4 separate regions of the Sus scrofa genome follow, and regions 1, 3 and 4 are each linked to region 2. Evidence: chromatin contacts called from public Hi-C and HiChIP or PLAC-seq data. All regions are on one chromosome and are shown on one strand. Each heading gives the region's core, a stretch centred on a gene start, on an enhancer-like site or on the middle of the called end of the contact. The rest is flanking DNA. Distances are from core to core; before and after follow the strand shown.

The links. Hi-C and Micro-C count contacts between places; a contact is called where the count stands out from the background. HiChIP or PLAC-seq counts read pairs in DNA pulled down with a chosen protein or histone mark.
Region 1: an H3K27ac HiChIP or PLAC-seq map of skeletal muscle shows a contact between it and region 2. The contact joins the enhancer-like site here to the promoter of NR3C1 in region 2. A contact is called at or near these places in 1 of 5 promoter capture datasets (liver), 13 of 47 Hi-C or Micro-C datasets (embryonic fibroblasts, fetal heart ventricle, fetal skeletal muscle and 6 more) and 1 of 2 datasets of contacts at active chromatin or transcription factors (skeletal muscle).
Region 3: a Hi-C map of embryonic fibroblasts shows a contact between it and region 2, with 5 times the contacts expected there. The contact joins the enhancer-like site here to the promoter of NR3C1 in region 2. A contact is called at or near these places in 5 of 47 Hi-C or Micro-C datasets (embryonic fibroblasts, liver and skeletal muscle) and 2 of 2 datasets of contacts at active chromatin or transcription factors (alveolar macrophages and skeletal muscle).
Region 4: an H3K27ac HiChIP or PLAC-seq map of skeletal muscle shows a contact between it and region 2. The contact joins the enhancer-like site here to the promoter of NR3C1 in region 2. A contact is called at or near these places in 9 of 47 Hi-C or Micro-C datasets (alveolar macrophages, embryonic fibroblasts, fetal heart ventricle and 6 more) and 1 of 2 datasets of contacts at active chromatin or transcription factors (skeletal muscle).

Annotation. Positions count from the first base shown.
Region 1 is chr2:144,766,157-144,768,856 of Sscrofa11.1, reverse strand. The region is part of intron 22 of ARHGAP26 (rho GTPase-activating protein 26); the gene reads right to left. Among named protein-coding and RNA genes, the nearest start is that of NR3C1, 160 kb to the left of the region's middle. Within about 2 kb of position 1,291, at least 33 of the 83 cell types and tissues checked have an H3K27ac peak or open chromatin away from gene starts, as enhancers often do. A contact at or near this core is called in embryonic fibroblasts, fetal skeletal muscle, liver and 3 more, where this site is marked.
Region 2 is chr2:144,928,442-144,931,141 of Sscrofa11.1, reverse strand. It overlaps NR3C1 (nuclear receptor subfamily 3 group C member 1), which reads left to right and starts at 1,445. Exons shown (of 10, transcript NM_001008481.1): 1 at 1,445-1,814.
Region 3 is chr2:145,177,189-145,179,888 of Sscrofa11.1, reverse strand. No RefSeq gene overlaps it. Among named protein-coding and RNA genes, the nearest start is that of NR3C1, 250 kb to the right of the region's middle. Within about 2 kb of position 1,253, at least 17 of the 83 cell types and tissues checked have an H3K27ac peak or open chromatin away from gene starts, as enhancers often do. A contact at or near this core is called in embryonic fibroblasts, liver and skeletal muscle, where this site is marked.
Region 4 is chr2:144,705,584-144,708,283 of Sscrofa11.1, reverse strand. All of the region lies in intron 20 of ARHGAP26 (rho GTPase-activating protein 26), which reads right to left. Among named protein-coding and RNA genes, the nearest start is that of NR3C1, 220 kb to the left of the region's middle. Within about 2 kb of position 1,418, at least 24 of the 83 cell types and tissues checked have an H3K27ac peak or open chromatin away from gene starts, as enhancers often do. A contact at or near this core is called in alveolar macrophages, mesenteric adipose tissue, retroperitoneal adipose tissue and 2 more, where this site is marked.

The DNA.
Region 1 (2,700 bases), core at 42-2,541, 160 kb after region 2:
CGCACATTTAAAAAACACAACAAAACCAGAGGTGAACAACTACAAATGGAGACTTGGAAACAGCCATGAACTAAGAGATTTAAACATATATTCACTCACTTGGTCTTAAAGATCGTAGCTTGTCATATTACTACCCCCATTTCACAGATGAGAAAATCAAGGTGGAGAGAGGCAAATTCATTTGTGCAAGGTCCCAACAGTAGAACCAGAATTTGCACCTGGCTTGTTTGAGCCCAGGGACCAAGCGCTTTTCCACGGCACGATCCTTTATCCAACCAGAAAACAGGCTCCTGGAGGATCAGCACAACGGGCCGGGGCGAGCCCACACTAAGCAGTGGGCCCTTTGCTAAGGGCTTCACCTGCATCTCTTCTTCTTGCCTTCAGAAAGACCTCGAAGAGGGCTCTGCCTGTATTCTCGTTTTACTGACGAGAAACAGAGGCTTGGAGAAGTTAAGTGTCTTGCCCCAAATGACAGTGCACGACAGAGGTGGATCTGAACTCAGGACACCTGACTCCAGGGTCTGTGGCCTTTGGCGCTACCACGTGGGCCCGGCTCAATGCTCTGTACGTCGAAGATGCTCAGAAGTACTTGCTGGGCTGAGTCACACCCATGTCCAACCTTCTGAATGGCACCAGTGTCCCCGGTGCTATGCAAACACATGCAGGAGTCTATGCCAGCCCAGCAGGCATGTGATAAATATAAGCAGGTGCTGACACAGGCCTGCCCCGCCAGCTACGCTCTCTCAGCTCAATCCACATCCACACCATACGCCCCTGCACACATGTGGCTCATGCTCCTCTGGCACCTTCATGCGCTGTGGACCAGGAGCAAGTGTGGGACTAAGACCTCTGATGGCCCGCTGCTCCAAGCGGAAGCAGCCCTGGCTGCAAGAGACACAGACCCCTGTGTAGCTGAAGATGTGGGCTCACTGAACAAACACACGGTGCCAGGTCCCTGCCCACAGGACAGAACAAGCGGATGAGAGTCTGCTCTTGGGGAGGAACCATCTAGACAGAGAGTAAGCCTGAGCGGGGCGCAAGAGACTGGCAGGGGGCGGGGCGGAGGGGGGGCGGGGAGCTCGGAAACCTGAAACCTAAATAATCCAAAGGAGCCGGCCAGGCAGGGGATTACACGAGGGTAAAGGCCCGAGATGGGGAGAAGCTTGTGGTTTCCGAAGAGCGGTCTGCAAGTTTTTCTGAAAAAGCCTCATCATCGCTGTGTCACTGCTCAACTCTGCTACTGTTGTGCCACAGAGAACATGTGAGCAGAGAGACACGGGTGGCTGGGTTCCAGGGAGGCTTTGTTTACAAAAACAGGCTGCGGGCTGGATTCCACTGGCAGGTCAGGGTTTGCTGACTCTGAGAACATAAAGAAGCTCCCGGAGGCTGCCGTGACTCGAGCTAGGGTGAGAGGGGCCAGAGGGCAGGCGCAGGACCAAGAGCTCCGCGCCCATGATGCTAAGAGCAACAGGAGGCTACTCGAGCACCAGAAGCAGGAGAATAACACGCGACTTCCATTTTTCGAAGATCAGCCTGGCTGCTGTGCAGAGCGTGGGTTACGGGAGGCAGGAATGCAAGTGACGAGACCAGTCCGGCAGCTGGCGGCCACGCCCTGGGGGGAGGTTGAAAGGCTCCACCGAGGAACTCCCCCATCGCCCCACGGCCTGAGAGGTCCTTTATTAGCAAAGGACACCGGGGGCAGCCCAGCCTGTACCCTGGGAATGAAGGATCCCGCCCATGTCAGATCCTGATTAAAAGTATCCCCAGAAGCCGACTGCAGTGAATGCATGTGAATTTTCCAGGTACCACTAATCACACTGCTTCTCGATGACTAATGCTCCTGAGAACACGAGTTCTTGCTCTTTCCAGTTACTGTCTGAGGTGCTCTTGGAGAAATGGATAGTTTCCTAGTAGACGGTCAAGGGCTGACAGCGGAGTTATTTCTGAGTATTGCACAGCCATTCCCCATGGCACAGAGTCCAAACGCCGACGGAGCAGCCTCTCCAGATGCGCAGCGGTCCCCGGAATCCAGAGGCTTGGAGATGAATCATCATGAACCACAGACTTTCCCCTCCAGGTGCCCCTCCCTCTTCCTCCTCCTCTTCTTCTTGATCCTGATAAAGATCTCTCTCTCTCTAACACACACACACACACACACACACACACACACCCTCTCTCTCTCACTAGCTCACTCTTCTGTTACTAGGAAACTCTCTTCTGATTGGTCTGATGATGTAACCTGACAGCAACAGAGCATCCAACTCAAACTGCTCTTACTTGGTATCTCCAGCAATAAGTTACCAAGAGAGAGAACAACAACAAAAAAAGATCTCCTGAACAAGGAAATAGTTATTTTCTCCTCTAATGCCCCCTTTCTACGGAAGAGGTGAAGGCCGGGGGAAAGGAGGCTATTAGTAGCATTTTCCAAATATCGGACATCCTAAAACATTACCAACCAACCAGTCTGAACCCCGGCTGACACTCTGTCAGACCCCTTCTTCGACAGCAGCTCAGTCCACACTGAGCGGTGTTGTTCTTGGGGCTGGATTTGGCCTTTGGCTCTTCAGGGAATTGGAAAGGTCACTGGCATTGCTAGTGAAAAAGAAAACTAGTGTCAACGAACCCTGCCCTGACCCCTAGAGACCACAGGAAGGCAGGGGGAGGCCTGAGACTCGCTTGAGCTCTCGCTGTTCTTATAGG
Region 2 (2,700 bases), core at 196-2,695:
GTGTTTCCTTCGAGCCGAGGAGGAGGCGCCTAACGGGCACAGCTGGAAGGAGTTTAATGCTGACATTTTAAAGCTGCGTGTGTTCTGTTTTATTTGGAGGGGCAGGGGTCCCACGAACACGAAAGGGTGGGCGACGCTTTGAGGAGAGTGCAGCAAATGTCAAGATTCGGGGGCGAGGGGCCTCCACGGGAAACTTGGATGCGGGCCCTGGAGGGGGTGGAAAGAGAGGTCAGGAGTTGCGGGGTTGGCGGGGGGAGGAGGGTGTACTTTGCAAGCAACTTACTGTTTCGCCTGCAACTTGATTTGGGGCCTGCCACCTCCTGCTTTCCTTTAAAAAATAATTAAAAAGTGCAAAGAAATCTAGTTCGCCGGAGGTTTTGCATTTGGCGTGCAACTTCCTTCAAGTGTGAGCGCGCTAGGAGGGAGGGAGGGCGGGCTGGGGGTTGAACTTGGCAGGCGGCGCCTTCTTCTGCCGCCGCCGCCGCCTCGCAGACTCGGGGAAGAGGGTGGGGGACGGTCGGGGCGCGGGGGAGGGTGGGTTCTGCTTTGCAACTTCTCTCCGGGTGCGAACGAGCGGCGGCGGCTGCAGAGTGGGCCGCCCAGACGATGCGGGGGAGGGGGACCCTCCGGCACGCGACTCTCCCCGGGCCCAGAGTACGTATGCGCGGACCCCCTCCGCTCCCCGAAGCCTCCCCAGAGGGCGTGTCTGGCCTTCCAGTCCCGCAAGCGGCCGACGCGCTGCGGCACTGTTTCCGTGCAACCCCGCAGCCCCGTGTGAAGTGACACGCTTCGCACAGTTCGGCCCGGGGGCCACGGCGCGGACCACCCCCGCGGCTGTGCTGCGGGCCGCGCCCTGGCTCCCGCAGCCAGCCCGCTGTCACCCGCTGGGACGCCGGCGGCGGTGGCCGCCGAGGGACAGGGCGAACCCCGGAGTGGGTCCGGAGTCGCAGAGCTGGGCGGGGGCGGGAAGGAGCGGCGAAGAGAAACTAGAGAAACTCGGTTCCCTCCGGAGCCCGTCCCAGAAAGACCAGGTCGGCCGCCGCCGCCTCTTTTTTCCTGGGGCGGGGGGGGGGGTCGGGGGACGGGGATCGGCCCCGCGCGGCCGGAGGGCTGCCTGGGTGGGGGCCGTGCCTGGGGCCGCCGGCGTGCAGGCGCCGTCGCGGCCGGGGCGGCGGGGCGGGCGCGGAGGGCGTGGGGGCGGGGGCCACGGCCGCCCCTGCAGTTGCCGAGCGTCGCCAACAGGTTGCATCGTTCGCCGCCGCCGCCGCGCGGCCCCTCGGGCGGGGAGCGGCCGGGGGTGGAGTGGGAGCGCGTGTGTGTGCGAGTGTGTACGCGCCGTGGCGCCGCCTCCGCCCGCCCCCAGCTCGGTCCCGCTTGCTCGCCGCGGCCGGGCGGCCCTTTCGCGTGTCCGCGCTGCCTCCCCTCCTCCTCCTCCTCCTCCTCCATTTTGCGAGCTCGAGTCTGTGACGGGAGCCCGAGTCACCGCCCGCCCGTCGGGGACGGGTTCTCGTGGGTGGAAGGAGCCGCCGCGGCTGGAGCGGCTGGAGCGGCGGGGCGCCGGCAGCGAGGACGCGCGCCCGGGAGCCCCGGCCGGCGGAGCGGGGCGGGGGGCCGGCTTGTCAGCGGGGAAATGGGGGACTTTCTTCGCTAGGGGCCCTCCCCTCCCCCCATGGAGAAGGGGGCGGCTGTTTACTTCCTTTTTTTTTAAGAAAAAAAAAATCGCTCCCGCTCCTCCTGCTTTCACACGCTAAGTTGTTTATCTCGGCTGCGGTGGGAGCCGCGGACGGCGGCGGTGAGCGGCGCCGCGGGCAGAGGTAAGGGGAGGGGAGCGGCAGGCAGGACGGGCCGGGGCCGGGGCTGGGGCCGCGAGGGCGCTCGCCCCCCGAGGTGCGGGGCTGGGGCTCGGGGGCCGGCTCCCGGGCCGCCGCCGGAGCCTGCAAACTTTTATTAGCCGCGGGGAGTGGGGGTGGGGGCCAGCGAGGGCCCGGTGGTGGTGACGAAAGGGCAGCGGGCGGGTGACAGCGCTGGCCTCTTCCTCTCCCTGGGCCGCGGTCCCCGGGCCGGGCCGAGGGGGAGGAACCCGAGCTCGCAGCGAGTGGAGCCTCGTCGAGCCGCCCGGGTTTCCAGCCTCGGCTTCCCTGGCCAGGCGTCCTTGCCTCTGTGTGTTGGCCCCCACGTCCCTTTGCTTTTCGCTCCCAGGAGGGCCTCCCGGACATCCCCTTTGCGGGTGAACGCTGAGCCGCATCTGGATCCTACTCGCCCGAGTCTTTGCACTCCACCGAGAGCGCCCGAGCGCGAGCAGGGTCTGTGCCGAGGTGCCAGTGCGTCTCCCTGCTGGCGGGCGCTCAGGGTGTGTGTGTCTGTGTGTGTGCGCGCGTGGACACATGCGGGGGGCTGACAGCCTGCCCCTCGGAGACTTGGGCCGGGCTGGCGTTGTCTGGTGGAAGTGGGCGTGTCGGGGGAAGAACTCAACAGGTCTGCACACATTTCTCTTTGAACCCCGCACTTGCTTTCGCCCCCTCCTCCGAAGGTTTGTTCTTTGGCGCTCGGCATCCCTTCGCGTCTGACGTTTGGAAGCGGCCCCCTTTAGGAAAAGACCCTCCCCAGCCATACTCGCTGCGTGGTGCGGTTTGTGACACGCGCTGGTTTGTCGCTGGGAGATTGCAGACGTGGTAATTGCAGCCCTGTAATGCCACTTAA
Region 3 (2,700 bases), core at 4-2,503, 250 kb before region 2:
TTAGAATCCGCCTCACAGCTGTGGCACGGGTTTAATCCGTAGCCCAGAAACTTCCACATGCCAGAGCCACAGCCAAAAACAAGAACAAAAAAGAAAGGGGGAGAAAAAAACAAACCAACAAAAAAAGCCAGCTTCCTCTGACTTGGCTACTTTGTTATTCCATGTTTAAGGTGAATTAACTGAGATTTTACTTGGAGGAAACTTGAGACTCAGAAAGCAGCAATTCTGAAATCAGGCTGTTAATAAATAATCAGATTCAGGCTTAACTCCAGGACTGTCAAACTCCAAATATAGTCTTGTGGTTTTTTGTCTTTCCACATCAGAAAAGAAAACAAAAACTACTGACCGAACAACCTGACGTTGTTCAAAGAGGGAACATTCTTAACACTCTTATGTTACCTATATAGCTACTAATAATCGTAACAATTATGATAATAATAACCATGGGAGTTCGCATTTCTGGGATACCTGGAAATTCTGGGGGTTGACTCACTACTAAGCCCTTTGCACAGATTATCTTAATGGAGACTCCCAGCCACCTGGGCTGTCGGTACCGGTAATATCCCCATTTTATAGCTGAGGAAAACTAAATTGTCCCAGGACACAGGGTGGCACACACAGAGTTGGGATCAGCACCCAAATTGGCCAGACCTAAACCCCAGCTTTCACCCCTGACACTCACTGCTGCTGGGTGCCCGAAGATACACAGGGTCCCCAAAGTCTCCCTCAAGATATGTGAGAGTCTTTTTCGCTCTTTCTGCTCTTGAAAAGCCACTTCTCTCTTAAGTCTACTTTTATCCATGTGGATCCACCTTAGCACTAGGCACGTTACTGGAATAGAGAGAGTGTCTCTATGGATAGGAAACAGCCAGAGAGAGACCACCCACTCTTGTTTGCCTGAACCAAGAAGGGGGCACATTTACTCTGGGCAATACCGGGACCTTCCATGCAGCACAGTGACGAGAGAGACTGGGAGCAGGACAAAGCTGGTGGGTGGAGAGGGAGTTACCCAGTTCTGTCTACCCGACCCATCTGCAAATCACAAGTTGGCAGGCACTCCCCTGATCCAGTTTAGTAGAGCCAAGTACAATATCCAAGCTGTGCGGCTGCACTAGCTGAGCATACTTACTGCTCTTGCAACCATTACAGTTTAAAATGGAATGAAAATTATCCTGGGAACACTGGCGCTATTACTGTGAAATCTGTTGTGCTTGACTCACTGAAGGAGGCTTAAAGGTCCCAGAGCAACAGGACTAGGATTTATGTCCCAGGCTGTCTGCCCCTGCTGGCTGGAGGTGAGAGAGTACAGCAACACGAAGGGGACATGCTGCCCCAGGGACCAGGGAATGCCCTTCGTTCCTTTGTTGGTTGGGGTGGGGTTGGTTGGTTAAGCCACATAACCAAGCTTACGATAATGACTTGATATCAAACCAAAAATGGTTTCTGGGTGAGATGGAAGGAACTCCCTTCTTAGTCACATATGCAGAGTTCACTGCCTGGACTTAGTGATCTCTGTTCTGTGCTCAAAAGAATTTTTTTTTTTTTTTTTTTTTTTTTTTTTTTTTTTTTTTTTTTTTTAGGGCTGCACCCATGGCATATGGAAATTCCCAGACTAGGGGTCAAATAGGAGCTGCAGCTGCCGGCCTATACCACAGCCACAGCAACACCAGATCTGAGCTGCGTCTGTGACCTACACCACAGCTCATGGTAATGCCAGATCCTTAACCCACTGAGCAGGGCCAGGGATCAAACCCTTGTCCTCATGGATACTAGACAGTTTCATTACCACTGAGCCACAATAGGAACTCCCTCAAAGAATGTTTATGCTTCTTTCTTTATTCTCCTTATTGGTTTGAGACCAGCTATTTTAAATATATTCCTCAGTTCATAGCAGCTTTCAAGAGATGCTTAAAGGGTTTGGTCGGGGTGGGGGAGAAGGGGGCATGTAGGGGGAGGGGCTCATGGCCAGCCCCTGCTACATACAAAGCATGAAGCAACTTCTCTTCTCCGTGTTTTATGAAATGCATTTTTGCTGGGACACACCTGTTTCCTCACTACTCTCTGTCCTCTGCCAAACACAGGAAGGAGTGTGTATGAGACTGGGTCTCATCAGCCAGGGTTTCTGATCCATCTCATCATAGAGGTGATTCCCAAAAGGCACCTGACCCACTTGGGCCAGTGAGCACTGGGTTCCCCAGGTCCACCCCTTTCTATCTCTCTGATCCAATAGCTCCAAAGCCTCAGTTTCTTCATCTGTAAATTAGGAATGATGCTATTTATACTTATAGTGGCACCTGTCAAGCAGTATACATTTCATAAAAATATAAGCTGTTTTTAAAATTAAAGTATAATGTGCCAATTTCTGCTACACAACAAACTATATATATATATACATATACATATATACAGATATATATATATTTACACACACACACACATATGTTCTTTTTCTCATGTCATCTTCCATCATGTTGTATCCCAAGAGATCGAATACAGTTCCCTATGCTCTACGGTAGGGTCTCGTTGCTTATCCATTCTAAATGTTCTAGTTTGCATCTACCAACCCCAAATTCCCAGTCCATCCTATTCTCTATGAACCTGTGAGGGCAATTTATTGCTGAGTTTTACTTGATTCTTCCTAATTTTTCCACTTAACAACTACCCATGGAGTTCCTATTGTGGCTCATCAGAAAATGAATC
Region 4 (2,700 bases), core at 169-2,668, 220 kb after region 2:
GAAAACGTCAGGGGAGCGGGGCCTGGCACGTGGAGAAAGTGTGGCGGTGGTGGCCTCAGAGTCCGAGGGGTAAGAGGGATGATTCCAGGCTTGGCCAAGACATGACCCCGAAGGAGCAGGCTGGAAGCACCGTGCGGGTTGTGAGGAGCAGGAAGCACAGGCAAACGATTCCCTATGAAAATTATCATGCTTTCCAGCTCTTTCTCCAGGTGGGAAGCACCCACCAGGTTTTCAGGCAAAACTGTCTGAAGGGATCTTTTCAGCAAAAGCTGCATAAGAAGCAGGATCGCTCTCACAGGGAAAGCCCTCTCCCACAGAAAACGGATCCAACCGCCCAGGAAAACAACCTCTTTCAAATCCCTGCATCCCAAAGAACGACAAACAGAGATCCCTGCAGCGAAATCACAGCTGCCTGTTTGGGTGTAACTCTTTTGGCATCAAATAGCACTTAGATGGGTAAAATTCCTTTTAAAACAGAGGCCGTGAGTTATCCCTTGTCTAATGCATATTATTCATTTAGTGATTCATGTGGTCTCAATAAATAACAGGTAGGCATGCAGCTTATCAGGTACCCCGTGGGATGCAGAGGTTTCTGAAAGTTTCAGGAACACGCCTGCCTACCTACCCCAGCGGGTCCAGGTTGAAGGTGGGCACCACCTGCCTCCGGAGGAGACGTTCCTCCTTTTCAGGGACTGCCAGAGAGCTCCAGGCTGTCAAGACAGGAGGCTGGTGGGGGAAGATGGGCAGAAGAACAGCCTGGACCATCTCTTAGCACCTGAAACATACACATCAGGATTGGGGGAACAGAGGGGCAGAAAGGACAGTGTGGGAGAGGCCCCCCGAAGCTCAACTTCTCAACATCTGATATACGAGACACTGACTTCCTTCTGTCTCCACAAGAATATAAAATCAATGAGAGCAGAAACTCTAATTTTTTCTTTCTTTTTAGCGCCACACCCGCAGCAGATGGAAGGTCCCGGGCTAGGACTGAATTGGAGCTGCCGCCCTGGCCTGTGCCACAGCCACAGCCACAGCCATGCCGGATCCTTAACCCACCGAGCGAGGCCAGGGATCGAACCTGCATCCACAAGGACGCTAAGTTGGGTTCTTAACCCACTAAGCCACAACAAGAGCGCCATCTAATTTCTTTTTTCTTTAAGTCACCCTTTCTTCAGCACGCAGAATGACGCTGGGCCCACAGCCAGTGTTCCAACCATTTTTGTTGAGCGAATCTCGCCTGAACAGGTAAACCATAAGTAAAATTGGAGCTCTCTCTCCCCAGGCAAAAGCTCGCCCCAGGTTGCATCTGAGAGTCGCCGAATCAAATTCAGAAGGAGCCAACGGCGCTCCAGAGAAACAGCTCCGCCTGGAAGCGGGCCTTGTTTATCCTCTGAATTCCAGGGCCTGTGCTCTAGCCGCTCACTGGCCACTAAAACCGGACGGGACGGTTGACTCTGGCAGCGTGTGAAGGCATTTGGCATGCACACAGCTTTTAGGTCACCAGAAATAACTTGCAAATGCGTGTGTGTGTTAAGCGGAAAGGATGAGAAAAATTAGTTTCATTTATGGGGCTACTGGGCAGTGAGTTATTTTTTAGGGGTGGGGACCACTTAGGCAGGGAGAACTCCAAGGCTGGGTTCCTCCACTGCTGGAACCGTGCTCTGTCCTCACCGCCTTCTCTTAATCCTAACAAGCCCCGCCACCCCTACCCCAGCGGTCAGAAAAAAGCATCCCCCTCGTGGTTTTTAATTTGGGGGAATTACTGCAGTATCTTTAGTGCCTCATGGGACATCCCCTGACTTCTTTCTCAGCATTTGTTTACTTCCTCCTTAAAAATCAAGATCTTCCAGAAAAGCGGTGGCCTGATGCCAACGCTATTTGTCACTGGGAGAGGAGAGTGGCTTCTAGTTCTGCAGCCCTCCGTGAGCACCCGGTGAAGCATCTCCATTCTCAGGGACAGGTCAGCCCCACTCCTTCCGCCTTCAGGGGAAGGCTTAGGGCCAAGGACTGTCACCGGATGGACAGTCACTGGTGGTGCCAGGATCAAACCCAGGCTTTCCGGCTTTGCACGCCAATGTTAGAACTATCTTTCTTGTTGCCTCAGCCATTAGCTGTGGGTTTTGTTTTGTTTCCTAACTTCTTAGAATCTCATTTATGAGTCATTTTCTTTCAAAGAAGATTCTGCAAATGGAAGGGCTAATCTCCACGTACCACTGTGCTACAGCGAGAAGCTCCCATGGCTTCTACCTTCCTGCGCAGCCCAGCCCCAGCCCCATCCCAAGGCAGCTGCCTGTGACTCTGACTTGGGTCAGTTAACTATCGCTGAGAGAACTGGCCTACATTCAGCAGCTTGAAACAACCCTGGTGTATTCTTTGCCACGAATCTGTGGGTTAATTGGGCAGCTTTTCTGTTGGTCTTTCCTGGACTCACTCATGTGGTTGTATCCACTGATGCGTGGCTGGGGGTGTCGGGCTTGGCTGGGGCCGCAGGCCCTCTTGCTAGTCGTCCTCCGTCCTTGAGTAGGCTGGCCTGGGCTCTTGACATGGCATCTGGGGTCCAAGAGGGCCTGGGCTTAGAGTTGGTCAAAACAGTCAGAGGGTAAAGGCCCACCTAGATTCAAGGACTCCGCCTCTTAATGGGAGAGGCTGCAAAGACTCTTGGCCACAGGTAACCCACCAAAGGCTTTCTAGATAGAAAGG